2 separate regions of the Mus musculus genome follow, and region 1 is linked to region 2. The links are chromatin contacts, called in public promoter capture Hi-C maps. All regions are on one chromosome and are shown on one strand. Each heading gives the region's core, a stretch centred on a gene start, on an enhancer-like site or on the middle of the called end of the contact. The rest is flanking DNA. Distances are from core to core; before and after follow the strand shown. Region 1 overlaps 2700097O09Rik (RIKEN cDNA 2700097O09 gene). Region 2 overlaps Baz1a (bromodomain adjacent to zinc finger domain 1A).

Region 1 (6,227 bases), core at 3,165-5,664, 96 kb before region 2:
AGAGGACATGCCTCCTACTTCACATGCTCAAGAGAGACTGATACACAGACCACATGCTGACTTCCCGTGAGATAGTTTCCCTGCTTAGCAAGCCAGAAGGTGATAAAATAGACAGGCAACTCTGAGAAATGTTTATTTGGGCTTTGTTTTGCCCAAGTGACGCATCTCTAAAGATGACATTCATAGGATGGAAAAAGATGTGGCTGGGAGCTAGAGGAAAAACTGAACCATGAGTAACTGCAACACCATACATCACACAGCTGGTTTGTAAACATTTATACAACTACGTTTGACAAGATTAGCCTCTGTCTCCCCAAGTTATAAATGATGAGTAGACACCCAGAGCAGCTCAGATAACTAATGAATCTAAGATGGTTGTCACCATGAGTGACTCTGACAAGCACTCAGATGACAAGGGGTTTGTCTAGCTTCAGGATCCCCCAGAGGAATTACTGGTGTGCTGAGGGCTTGTGAGGGTGAGGATCCAAGGGAGGGGAGACTTCGGTGGCCTAGCCCCTCCCACCTCTGAGACAAAGGCACACCCCATATCTCTCCCTGAAGGCTGGTCCACCTGCTTCGATTTAGTTTCCGTCTTGGGGGTGGGGGAAAGCTGTTATTGTTGTTGTTGTTTGACCAAGATAGCTCCTCTTCCTGACATTATGTAGGACATGATACTGTGAGTCTTTTGAGTTCCCTCCAGGTCAGAGGAAAGCCAGAGTCAGTCAGTCATGGAAACTAGGGTGCAAAACTTAGACAGGGATAGAAATGACCCCAGCTAGCCAGGTGAGGTGGTGCAGGCCTAATCCTAAAACTCTGAGGTAGAAGTAGGCAGAGCTCTGTGAGATCTAGGCCAGCCAGAGCTACACAGGGAGACCTTGTTTCAAAAAAAGAAAAAACAAAACCAAAAAAGTCACAAACAAACAAAAAGCATAACTTGATGCTCATTCTCTTCTTTCTCCAGGATTTATTTCTCACTCCTTCTCCCTCACGGAGTTGAAGTTCATTTATCATCATGTACTCCCTGATCTGTCAGGAAAGGTCTTGGTTGACGTTGGCTCCAGACTTGGCACAGTCCTTTATGGGGTAAAGTGCAGCTTGTGGACATACTCAACATGTGGAAAATACTTTCTCCTGCTAGTGACAGCTTTGCCTGCCACCATCCAAGGTGACAGCTTGGCTTTATTATTAAAGTAACAGGATAAGGTTAAAATAGGATCCATTGGCAGGCTCCTAAACTCTGCTTGATGGTAATAATTGGGTTTGGAATTTCAGAGACGGCCCCAGCTGTCCAATTTCTTCTCCTGGTTCATCCCACAACACAAATGACAGCTATAAACGAATAGACCATGTGGCTGACTCTCTCCTTTCCCCTCCCCACTCACTACCCCCTTCCCCTTTTTTGTTTGTTTTGTTTTGGAGTGGGGAGGGGAGGGGGTGTGTTTTTAATATGGCCCAGCTGGCCTCAGAATCGCTATGTAGATGAAGATAACCCTGAAGCCCTTATCCTCCTGCCTCAGCCACAAAGCACTGTGGCTGAGAATGTCTCCATGCCTGGCTTCTTTTTCTTTGTGCTATATTAAAATAAAACAGTACAGTGTGTTTTGATAAGAATTCAAAAAACTAAAAACTGTTAGGCCTAAGAAACTTTTGGGTGGCCATAGCGAGTCCTTTACTAGCGCTGGATATCTGCTTCCTTGTCTTTTAAGTGTACACACTGGGTGATGGTGACATCTAAGAATACATCATGTCCAATTTTCTGTGTCCCAAAACATGCACATTTCTTTTGTTTCTAAAATCTAACATCAATGTGGCTCTTGTTATAAATTCAAGTCATGAGTACTTGACGTTCTTAAATCATTTTGTCAAAAAAATTCAGATATGGTTTCTGGCTGTCATTAGAACTTGCTAAAAACAAACAAACAAAAAAAACCAACCCTGGAGGACATAGCAGCAGGGACTCCTGCCCGGAGCAGGTGCTGTCAGGTTTCAGAATTGCTTCTTGCTTTAGGCAGAAACTTACTCTTTAATGCTTGGCTTAAACTTTCTGTGCATAGATGATGCAGTTTGGTGGCTTTTGTTACTAGTGCTCCTGGTGTTTCGGGGTGGGGTTGGGTTTGAGACTTACCAAATCACAGGCTGGCCTTGAAGGCGCCTCACTCAGCCTTCTGAGAGAGGATTATAAGTGCAGCCGCTTTGCCTACCTTGCCCCATAGCTTTAGTTAAAGAGTATTGCCAATCTTAGTGCCGTAAGGTGAAGGGTAGGAGAGGAAGACACCATTCTCTGGCATGCCCATGAGCACATAGACCTATTTTTCAGATACACATACACACACAGAAAGGGGGGGGGGGAGAACAAAGAGGAAGGGTAAGGAAAGAAAATAAGAGCCATGCAAAAAATGTAATGTCAAATAACTGACGTCACAGTATAGTATCAGTGTTGATAATGTGAATATATTGATTTTTTTCCTACAGTAGATCGCTGAATCTATACTAAATTCCTTAATATTGACATATGCACTTTGAAACATGTTAGAAATAAATATTATAAATATGTGTGCTAAAGCTATAGATTCAACCTTGGTTTTTGCATGTGTTGGTAGGCAGTCATCTGCAGGAGCCAGCCATGGTGGTACATATCTCTAATCTTAGCATCCAGAAGATAAGTCCAGAGCCAATCTGTGCTGCATGAATTCTGTCTCAAACAAACAAACCCTTAAACAGAAGGTTACCTGGCAAAATTAGCTGACTTTTTCTTCCAGGTTATCTTTTGTTACTCTCTGACAGAACCATGGCAGTTTCCAGCAGTTCCCCTTGTTCTTGTTAACTGATTGGGCTGGTTGCCTTCCTTCCAAATGGTGTGTGGCTGTGACTGCATTCCTTACAGATTGACTCCTGGACGTAACTTCCCTCCGCAGAGGTTCTGCAGGCTGACGAGACCCACAAAGCTTGGGAATGGGCTCATTTTCATTGTTCCCACGCTTGCCAAATGCCCAGTTTATCAGGAAACTTTACAAACCAGTCTTTAAAAATATAGCTAATAAGGATTAATAACTTCAATCAAATCCCTGATGGGAGAAGTTCTGAACTCTGTGAGTTTTAGAACAGTTTGGTTTTTACAGCTCAGGCAGACATAAGCCTGTACTTAGGAGCTGACTATTTTGTGACAGGCCGTGTCTTCCCATTTCAGGGTTACCTTTACAGCTCAGCAGTGCAGCTCTGTGGGGTAGAGCTGAATGGACAATTTTGCCAGTTGCAGGAAATGATCATAAAGAAATACCAGTTCGGTGACAGAATAAAGGTACCTTTACCATATTTTTTTATTACTTCTATGACTCTTTCCTAACTGCTTCTGTATTCTCACAGTACGGCTACTGTGTGGGAATGCACTGAGTTGACCGGCTCTCTTACTAGTGAGTGTTTCCTCTGTTTTCTTCCTGTCAGACGGTTTGGGTAACGGAACTGTAAATAACTCTCCAAGGCTGGCTGCCAGTGTATTTTATTAAACTGGAAATTGAAGGGCTTGCACCCCTCATGGTTGCTTATCTTGTCAACTAGGAGCTGTTGTAAATGTCACAGGATAGTGGTCATTAGGGAAAGATGCTTCTCTTAGGCTAGAACAGGGTTCCCCTTTCTTCTGTAAAAAAAAGTAACAAGATAAAAGATTTGGGGTTTTGGTTTTTTGGAGGGTTCTGTTTTCTAATGCAGTGATCCTTGAAATTGCACTAAGATCCTTCTATGTTCCTCATGGCAATGCAGAAAATATTAGCAATCTCTGATGTTAAGGACAGCATAACATTGGAAAAACTCAGTGAGTTAAAGGTCAGGGGGCTGGAGAGATGCTCAGCAGCAGGTAAGAGGGTCTGCTGCTCTCACAGCTGGCCCAGGTAGGGCTCCCAGAGCCCACATCCAGTGTTCACAGTGCTTGTAAGATCAGCTGCTCCTGAGCTGATCCAGCATGCTCTTCTGGTCCCCACAGGCACCTGCACATGGTGTGCAGACAAACAAGCAGGCACACGGACATGGAAATGTTTTAAAAGTTGAAGGATGAAAACTTCATCTTTCTGATAAAGGTTATTTTATATTCCCACAGTGTTTCTTTTCCCCACCCTCATTTTAGAAATGTAGAGATAAGCCAGGCAGTGGTGGCACATGCCTTTAATCCCAGCACTTGGGAGGCAGAGGCAGGCGGATTTCTGAGTTCAAGGCCAGCCTGGTCTATAGAGTGGGTTCCAGAACCCAGGGCTACACAGAGAAATCCTGTCTCAAAAAAAAAAAAAAAAAAAAAAAAAAAAGTAGAGATAAGTGATCAGCATAAATACATTATCTGGTAATAAGTTTATGGGGTCGGGGTAAGGCTGGTGGTAGGATACTTTTCTGCCATGCCCAACATACTGGATTCAGGCCCTAGAACTACAAACAAAATTCATGGGTTTTCTTTTCTTTAGCCTAGCTGGCATGGAACTCACTGTGTGCACCAGACTGGCCTCAAACTGCTCTTATGTAATAATCACATACTTAATAGGAATTTCTATTAAGTTGAAGATTGAGATTTAAAAATTAAGAACTCATTGGGAGCGGGAGAGATAGCTCAGCAGTTAAGAGCATTGCAAAGGACTCAGGTTCAATTCCCAGCACACACACAGCAACAACTAACTGTCTATGACTCCAACTCAGAAGCAGAGGCAAGTGGATGTCTGTGAGTTCAAGGCCAACCTGGACTACAGAACAAGTTCTAGGACAACCAGGGTTATACAGAGAAACTGTCTCAAAAAACAAAAACAAAAATTAAGACCTCTGAAGAATCATACTTAATAAAGAATAATAATAAAGTGCTTGCTTCTGTTTTTTAATATGATAAAGATGTATAAAATGTTTATTTATATTTTTATGAATTCTTTTATTACTTTTCAAAATAAATTATTTCAGTACACACCCATGTAATTTTTTTCTGACATGTAACTTCATGGCTACCTTCAGTAACTTTTTGGTGAGAAACTTGGTTTGTTTGTTTGTTTTTTTTTTCTCCAGTGTGGCCTCAAGCTCAGGGCCTTTTTATACCACCCTATGGCTACACCCCCTCCCCCGAAGTTGTAGATAAATACTGGATTGAAGGCTCTTAAAATCAACAAACACGGTTTCTGTAGTTATTTTAAATAGTATATGTTGAAACCTATCTTCCCTTTCAGGCGAATTCTTTGCATTTGTTTGTTTGTTTGTTTGTTTGTTTTTTCAATTTCGTGTGTGTGTGTGTGTGTGTGTGTGTGTGTGTGTTGCCTGTGTGTTTGCTCTGCTGTCCTGTCTCCCAGCCTCCCTCCCATCCCTCTCCTCCAGGCTGGCACTGGGCTTTCCCTCTTCCTATCCTTGCTCTCTGCTCACTCCTCTGATAGCACTGGGGAGTTAGGACAGTTGTTTTGGAGTGTTTGTCACATTACTCCAGTGTCACACATTTGAGCACAGATACTGTATCTCTTTTAACCTGGTTTGTCTCCCTCTACAGTATCTTGCATAGAAAAGAGGTACCCCTACATTTTGCTTGAGTGTGATTGTTTTATGACTTCTGTACTGCCATCAGTCCAGAGGCCGCCCTGGAACCCTGAGAGATTTGTGTTGGCTGCCTTGATTAACTGAGCCTTCAGATTCTTCTTTCCCCAGTCTGTGTAGTAGAAATACAGGAAGAAAAATATGAAGACAGATGGGAAAGAAAAAAGAAGAATGAAGATAAAACTACTGACTAGTTCACATATCTGTTGCATAGCTAGGCTGCATGTTTATAATGTCTGCAATTATTAACTGGGTTGTTAGTGACAAGAGCCGGACTTAGCCTCTGAGCTGTCTCTCTGGCCCAGCTGTCTTTCTTTTTATTGATGATTGTGTCAAAACTGTCTTTAAAGGTTCTAGGCCAAGTGAATTTCTTTTAAGTGTAGAATGTTTATTATTTAAAAGAAAGAATGTTTCTTAAAACCAGACCATATAACACCTTGCATATTACATATTTGTAATGCTTGAGTATTTATTTGAAAATAACTCATAAACATTTTTTCTGTTTCAAAGTAAAATCTATTTTTTTACTCCTGATCAAATAAGTGTATTTTCTTGCTATTGTCCCTGTGGTCTTCGAAGCCTTAATTATGGTTATGTCACATTTTTGAGTTATATAGGTTTTTTTTAAGATTTATTTATTTTATTTTATGTGTGTGTTTTGCCTGCTCATATGTCTGCACCATATG
Region 2 (6,132 bases), core at 3,405-5,904:
CTCACAAGCACATACTTCCTACCCAACTCTTCTCCTACCCCCAATGCAGTGAACTTTATTGATGGTATTTAAGAGAGTAGGGTTACCTAAGTCCTTCCCCTTCTTCCATAGGTCCAGTATGGAAGCTGTGAGGGGAGATGCTCAAAGCTGGGGTCTCATTTGGGACAGAGACTCCTCAGCAGACGAGGGCCTCTCTCTTCACTGGTGTTTCTGCTGGGTCCAGGGCTTCTTACTCCTTGGAGGCTACAAGGACCATGAGGTCCACTGTCCTGTCATTGTAGCCAAATTTGTTGTTATACCATACCAGGGAAGAGTTTGATAAAGTGGTCATTGAGGGCAATGCTAGCACGCACCAGCCTCAAAGATGAAGGAATGGGTGTCACAGTTAAAGTCACAGGAAGCAACCTGGTTCTCAGAATAGCTAGCCCAGGGTGCCCTCAGTGAGCCCTCTGATGCTTGCTTTACCACCTTCTTTTTTTTTTCTTTTCTTTTCTTTTTCTTTTTGGGTTTTCGAGACAGGGTTTCTCTGTGTAGCCCTGGCTGTCCTGGAACTCACTTTGTAGACCAGGCTGGCCTCCAACTCAGAAATCCGCCTGCCTCTGCCTCCCAAGTGCTGGCATTAAAGGCGTGCGCCACCACGCCCGGCGCTTTACCGCCTTCTTTCTGCCATTGCGCCTGGCAGCCTTCTCAAATCTGTAGGTCAGATCCTCAACAGACATATTAGCAGTAAGAACCCAGAAAGCCACAGCAGCGAGCTCAGTCAGTTCTGGGATGATCTTGCCCACAGTCTCAGGAGTTCCTGTGGGTACAGGGATGATGGCCATCACCACAGTTTTCCATAGGGCCATCTACAGTCTTCAGGGAAGTGGCGATGGCATGGACTGTGGTCACGAGTCCTTCCACAAAGTTGTCGTGGGTAACCTTGGTTAGGGGTTACTGAGCAGTTGGTAGGACAGGAGGCATTGCTGGCGATTTTGAATGAGTTGTCAGTACTTTGTTTAGTTCAAGCCTATCACAAACATGGAGGAAGCAGCTGAAGGGGAAGAGACTGAGGGCACTTAGGCTCCGATCTTCTTCATGGTGGGGAAGGCATCAGTAGACTCCAGCATATTTGGCACCAGTATCACCTCATTTGACGTTGGTGGGATCTTGTTCTGGAAAGATGAAGATAGGCTTCCCATTGATTAAGTTTCCCTTTCTCAGCTTTGACTGAGACTGTCTGTGGATAAGATCATAGTGGAATGTGTATGTAGACCTTGTAGTGAGTGAGGCCAGTGAAGGGGCCATTGATGGCAGTAGCATCCACGTTGCCATAATCGAAGAGCAGGCACCCAGTACTGCCAAATCAGTTCACTCTGACCTTCATCGTTGTGTCTCAGGAGCAAGGCTGACTCTGGAAGAGGGAGGAACAGAGAGCACCCACCCGTCCTCCCACGTTCCCCCAACCCTCGTCTGTCTCTGAAATATTGGTTCAGTTGGTTCTAGGGATCAAACTCAGTTCTTGGCTTTGAACAGCAAGTACTGACCAGCCCGAGCTTCTTTTTATATTACTGTCTTCATGAGTAATTCATGAGTAAAATGTATTCACATTGAGAACACAAATGGAACACTTAGAGTTTGATTCAAAGTTTAAAGATCTCTCTCTCTCTCTCTCTCTCTCTCTCTCTCTCTCTCTCTCTCTCACACACACACACACACACACACACACAGGGCGTGGGTTAGGGGTATAGATGGGGGAAGGGGCTTATTAGACAGGAATGCAGCAGGGAGACTTCTAGCAACATCCTAATTAAAATGTTTATTTTATGCATGTGAGTGTTTTGCCTGCTGGTCAGTATACATGTGCTTGCTGCCCATAGAAGCTAGAAGAGAACCACCATGGGGAGCTGGTAACTGAATCCAGGTCCTTTGCAACAGCCGCAGTGCTCCTAACCTTAATCTCTGAGCCATCTCTCCAGCTCCCACCCACCGTTTTTGTTTGTTTTTGTTTTTTAAGGCTTTAATCTGGCTAACATATACTACTGATCTGTTTTGTTTTGTTTGTTTGGTTGATTTTTCAAGAGAGGCGTTAGTCCTGGAACTCATTCTAGATCAGACTGACCTTGCACTCACAGTGATCCACCTGCCTCTGCCTTTTGAGTGCTGGGATTAAAGGCGTGTGCCACCACATCCCTTCTGGTTTACAACTGATCTCTTAATGCTTGTGCTGATTAGTTTTTATTGTCAAGCTGACAGAACCAATGTTCTCCCTAGAAGGAAGACATTTTGGGTTTTGTTTGTTTGGTTGCTTTTTTTGCTTTGTGTCATTGTTTTAGTTTGCTTGCTTGTTTTGAGACAGCCCTAAATTTCCTATGTGGACCAGGTTGGTCGCCAATAGAGATACCTGTGCTCTGAGATTAAAAGCTGTATGGCTTGAGAAAGGAGTCTTAGTGAAGGGTTGCCTATATCATATTGATTTGCAGGCATGGCTTGGGAACTGGTTGTTAATTGATAAAGGATGACCCAGTCCATTGCGAGTGGTACCATTCTGTGGGCAGGGATTTCTTAAGACAAGATTCCTAAGATGAGCAAGGAAGGGTGTTTTATTTTCTCTTTGGCCTTGACTGTGCCTGTAATATGACAAGCTGCTTGAGTTCCTGCCTTTGCCTTCTCCAAAATAATGAACAATAACTCTGAATTGGGAGTTAAAATAAGCCCCCCTCTCTCCTCAGTTGGTTTTCTGTCAAGGTGTTTGTCACAGCACCACAGATGAACTATAATAAGGCCAGACTGCTAGTGCCTGGCAGAGGAGTGCATGAAATGAGGTCTTGCTTTGTTTCCTGGGTTAGAATTGAACTCCCGATCCTACTACTCCTTCTGTATCGGAGTAGCTGGGATTAGAAGCATCTAACAGTGCCTGATAAAATAAATTTTAATTAAAAAACTACTCAGGATAGTTGCTTTTATTTTTACATTTATGTACTTATTTGGGTGGGAGGCCTCCCACATGAAAATTGTAGGAGTTAGTTCTCTCCTACCACTGTGTGGATTCTGGGATCAAACTCAGGTTATCAGGCTTGGTGGCAGGTGCAATTCCCAAGAACTCTCTTAGTAGACTGTTTTTATTTTTTTGAGATAGAGTCTTACTATGTTGCCTAGGCTGGCCTCAACTTACTATGTATGTAGTCCAGGCTGGCCTTTGACTTGGGCTTATTCTAAAAGTAACATATAGAATATCAGTTATTTTCATCCCTTACTGATTTATTTCTCATATATGGAATAAACACTTGTAATCAAAGTTAATATTTTTATATTTATTATTAACACTTTACAATTAAAATTACTGTTTTGAGATAATTATTGCTTCACATGAGGCTGTAAGACAATAAAGTTTTTCCCAATGATAATGTCTTACAAAATTATGATAACAATAGCAGGATATTGACAGGAATTGATATAGTTTGGACATAGAAATTTTCTGTCACTCTAAGCCCCCTCCCCCCTAAATGCTGTTCATGTAAAGCTGCATCAGCTTCTCCCTTGTCCCTCGCGTGAGCCAATGCTGGAGCCCTTGAGGTGCTAGGGAGCCACTTTTTACGTCATGATTGTTAGCTAATTTTCCATGTTCTAAAACAATTATGACTTGAAATCTATATCGCCACTGATAATTATTTTGTGAGTCTCTTAAACTTTTTTGTATCTCAATAATCTTTGGATTCTCTGGAATGAAGAAATAGTAGCAAGTGGATGTGAGAGACATTTAAGCTAATTTCTAGAAGTGCAAATCTATTAGATACTGATTTGGCATTTTGAGTAATTGACTTTGAGCCCAGTAAGGCCTAGTCAGGAGTGATAGCTGTGGTTTGGGTGTGGTACATAGCTAATAGCAATATTGACAATAGCTAATGCAATTGATATATTAAATATGTATTACATTCTAGGCATTATCTCAATACTGTACTGGTTTCCTTCTCCCGAATTCTGTCAGGAAATTGTTCTTTCTGTTGGTTTAAGGAGATGAGAACCTCACACTCTTGCAGTGCAGTACACTGTGTTGTGATTAGACTGTTCCCTCTTACAGTCTGTAATATACCTAGGTGCTAGGTGGGCTAGGATTCTCCCTCTCCTGACTGTCACCATCAGCATTGTCAGTAACGCATGGGCTCTGCTAGGGAAGAGTATTACTTACTGGTCACAGGTTCCCTGAAAAGTTTCCTTCATTGCTCTGAAGACTGACTATTATGAAGCCTGAATATGAGTTTTAAGTCTTCGAAAGTGAATGTAATAGCCAGATCCTGTCAAAAAGAGAAAGAAGGAAGGAAGGAAATAAACAAATCTATCTGATTACTTTCATGTCTCCAAATTCCAGATCTATACCACTATCCAAAAAGTTTTGATATTGCTTCTTGCAGTTTTTCCTATTTAGAAACTTTGCTTTATATCTGTCAGACAGTGTGAAAACCAGCCTGCAGATATTTCTATTTGCTGGCAATGTGGGTGTGTTCATTGAATTTTTTCCCCAGGCTTTTCTGCTAGGATAATAGCACAGTTTTATGCTTTGTGTAAAAAAAAAAAAATTACCATTTTAATCATGTTAATTGTGAAATCCAGTGGTGTTCACGGTGTTGTATAACTATCACCACTGTTTCCAGAACATTTTCATCATTCCAAACAGAAACTCTGTACTCTTAGGCAATCACTTCCCGTTCTGCCCTCCCCCCTGCCCCTGGTAACCTTGATTCTACTTTCTGTAGATGAACTTGCTTGTTTTATATACTGCATGTGAGCAAGCTCAAGTATTTGTCCTTTTGTAGCTTATCACACTGACTGTTTCCAGGCTCCATTCATATTTAGAATGTATTATAATATCATTTTTTTAATGTCAGGATATTCTCTTGTGTTTATATAACCACATTTTGTTTATTATCTATCTGTCAGTGGACTTTTTGGTTGATTCCATGCTTTGTCTACTGGAAACACTGGTGTTCAAGTATCTAAATTCTTTTTTCAATTTTTAATTTTTTAAGTGGAGTTGGTAGTTTCTATGATCATTCTGTGTTTGACTTTGTGGGGACATAGAAATGCTGTTTTCTATACCATCTGCTGTAGAAGTTTGGTCTTGCTTCTTCCTCTCAGCCCCATGCTCCCAGAAATAAGACTCACACTCAAAAATATATTTACAAATACATTGGCCATATAGCTAGGTTCTTCTCTGACTAGATCATAACTTATTATAACCCATTTACTCATCTACATTCTGCCACGTGCCTGATTACCTGTGCTCTGGTACCATGGGTCCATCTTGTCACTTCTTCCTGGGTGAATCTCCCGAGCCTGGCACTATCCCAGAATCCTTTCTGCCTCCCAGGTGTCTCATCTCTACTTCCTGCCTAAGCCATAGACCATCAGAATTATTACTGGCAGGTGCCACATCCATACAGATAGATATAAATATTCTCTCCACAGTCTGCATCAGTTCTTATCTCTCTACAGCCTTACCAGTACTCGTTAAATGTAAAATTTTGCTTTTGAGAGACATGCCACCTCACTGGATATGGTCTGTTACTTGCTGTGGTTTTGATTCTGTGCTTTACAGATGAGAAGAGCATCTTTTTATGCTCTTTGCCATTTATAGCTTTGAGAAGTGTCTACTCAGACCTACTAATTTTTTAAAAGTTCATTTTTCTTTCAGTTGTAAGAACTCTTCATGTATTTATTCTATCTCAGGTTTTCTAGAATGAGTTAGGAAGTATTTTCTATCCTTCAACCATTTAAAAGACTCACTTTTATGTTTTTTGCGTGACTGCTGAATGTGTGTGTGGGCACTCTATGTGTGCATGGGCAGTGGTATTGGAAGCCGAAATGTGGACCCGGGAACTGAGCCTTAGTCCTCTGCAGGAGCAGCAACTGCCCTTAAATATTGAGATGGCTCAGTGATTATGATTTTGAATTTTTAAAAGAATTATGTGTGCATATCTGGGTGAGCGTGTGTGCACATGGATTAGATGCCTGAGGTGTTGGATCTCCTTAGAGCAGGAAATACAGGCAGCTGTGAGCCTCCTGATGTGGGTGCTGGGATTGCAATCAGGTCCTCTGCCAGAGCAGTGAATGCTCTTAACTGCTGACCTCTCCAGCCCTTTAAAAAGATTGATT

What was found. Capture Hi-C pulls out chosen DNA fragments and counts their contacts.
Region 1: a promoter capture Hi-C map of adipose tissue shows a contact between it and region 2. The contact joins two enhancer-like sites. A contact is called at or near these places in 14 of 484 Hi-C or Micro-C datasets (the 63-12 cell line, B cells, the C2C12 cell line and 10 more), 1 of 115 datasets of contacts at active chromatin or transcription factors (embryonic stem cells) and 3 of 9 other capture datasets (adipose tissue, liver and pancreatic islet).

What each region holds. Positions count from the first base shown.
Region 1 is chr12:55,054,313-55,060,539 of GRCm38.p6, reverse strand. 2700097O09Rik (RIKEN cDNA 2700097O09 gene) reads left to right here. Exons shown (of 8, transcript NM_028314.2): 4 at 962-1,083; 5 at 3,188-3,298. Among named protein-coding and RNA genes, the nearest start is that of 2700097O09Rik, 23 kb to the left of the region's middle. Within about 2 kb of position 4,414, at least 7 of the 459 cell types and tissues checked have an H3K27ac peak or open chromatin away from gene starts, as enhancers often do. A contact at or near this core is called in adipose tissue, where this site is marked.
Region 2 is chr12:54,958,298-54,964,429 of GRCm38.p6, reverse strand. The region is part of intron 3 of Baz1a (bromodomain adjacent to zinc finger domain 1A); the gene reads left to right. Among named protein-coding and RNA genes, the nearest start is that of Gm51983, 10 kb to the left of the region's middle. Within about 2 kb of position 4,654, at least 32 of the 459 cell types and tissues checked have an H3K27ac peak or open chromatin away from gene starts, as enhancers often do. A contact at or near this core is called in adipose tissue, where this site is marked.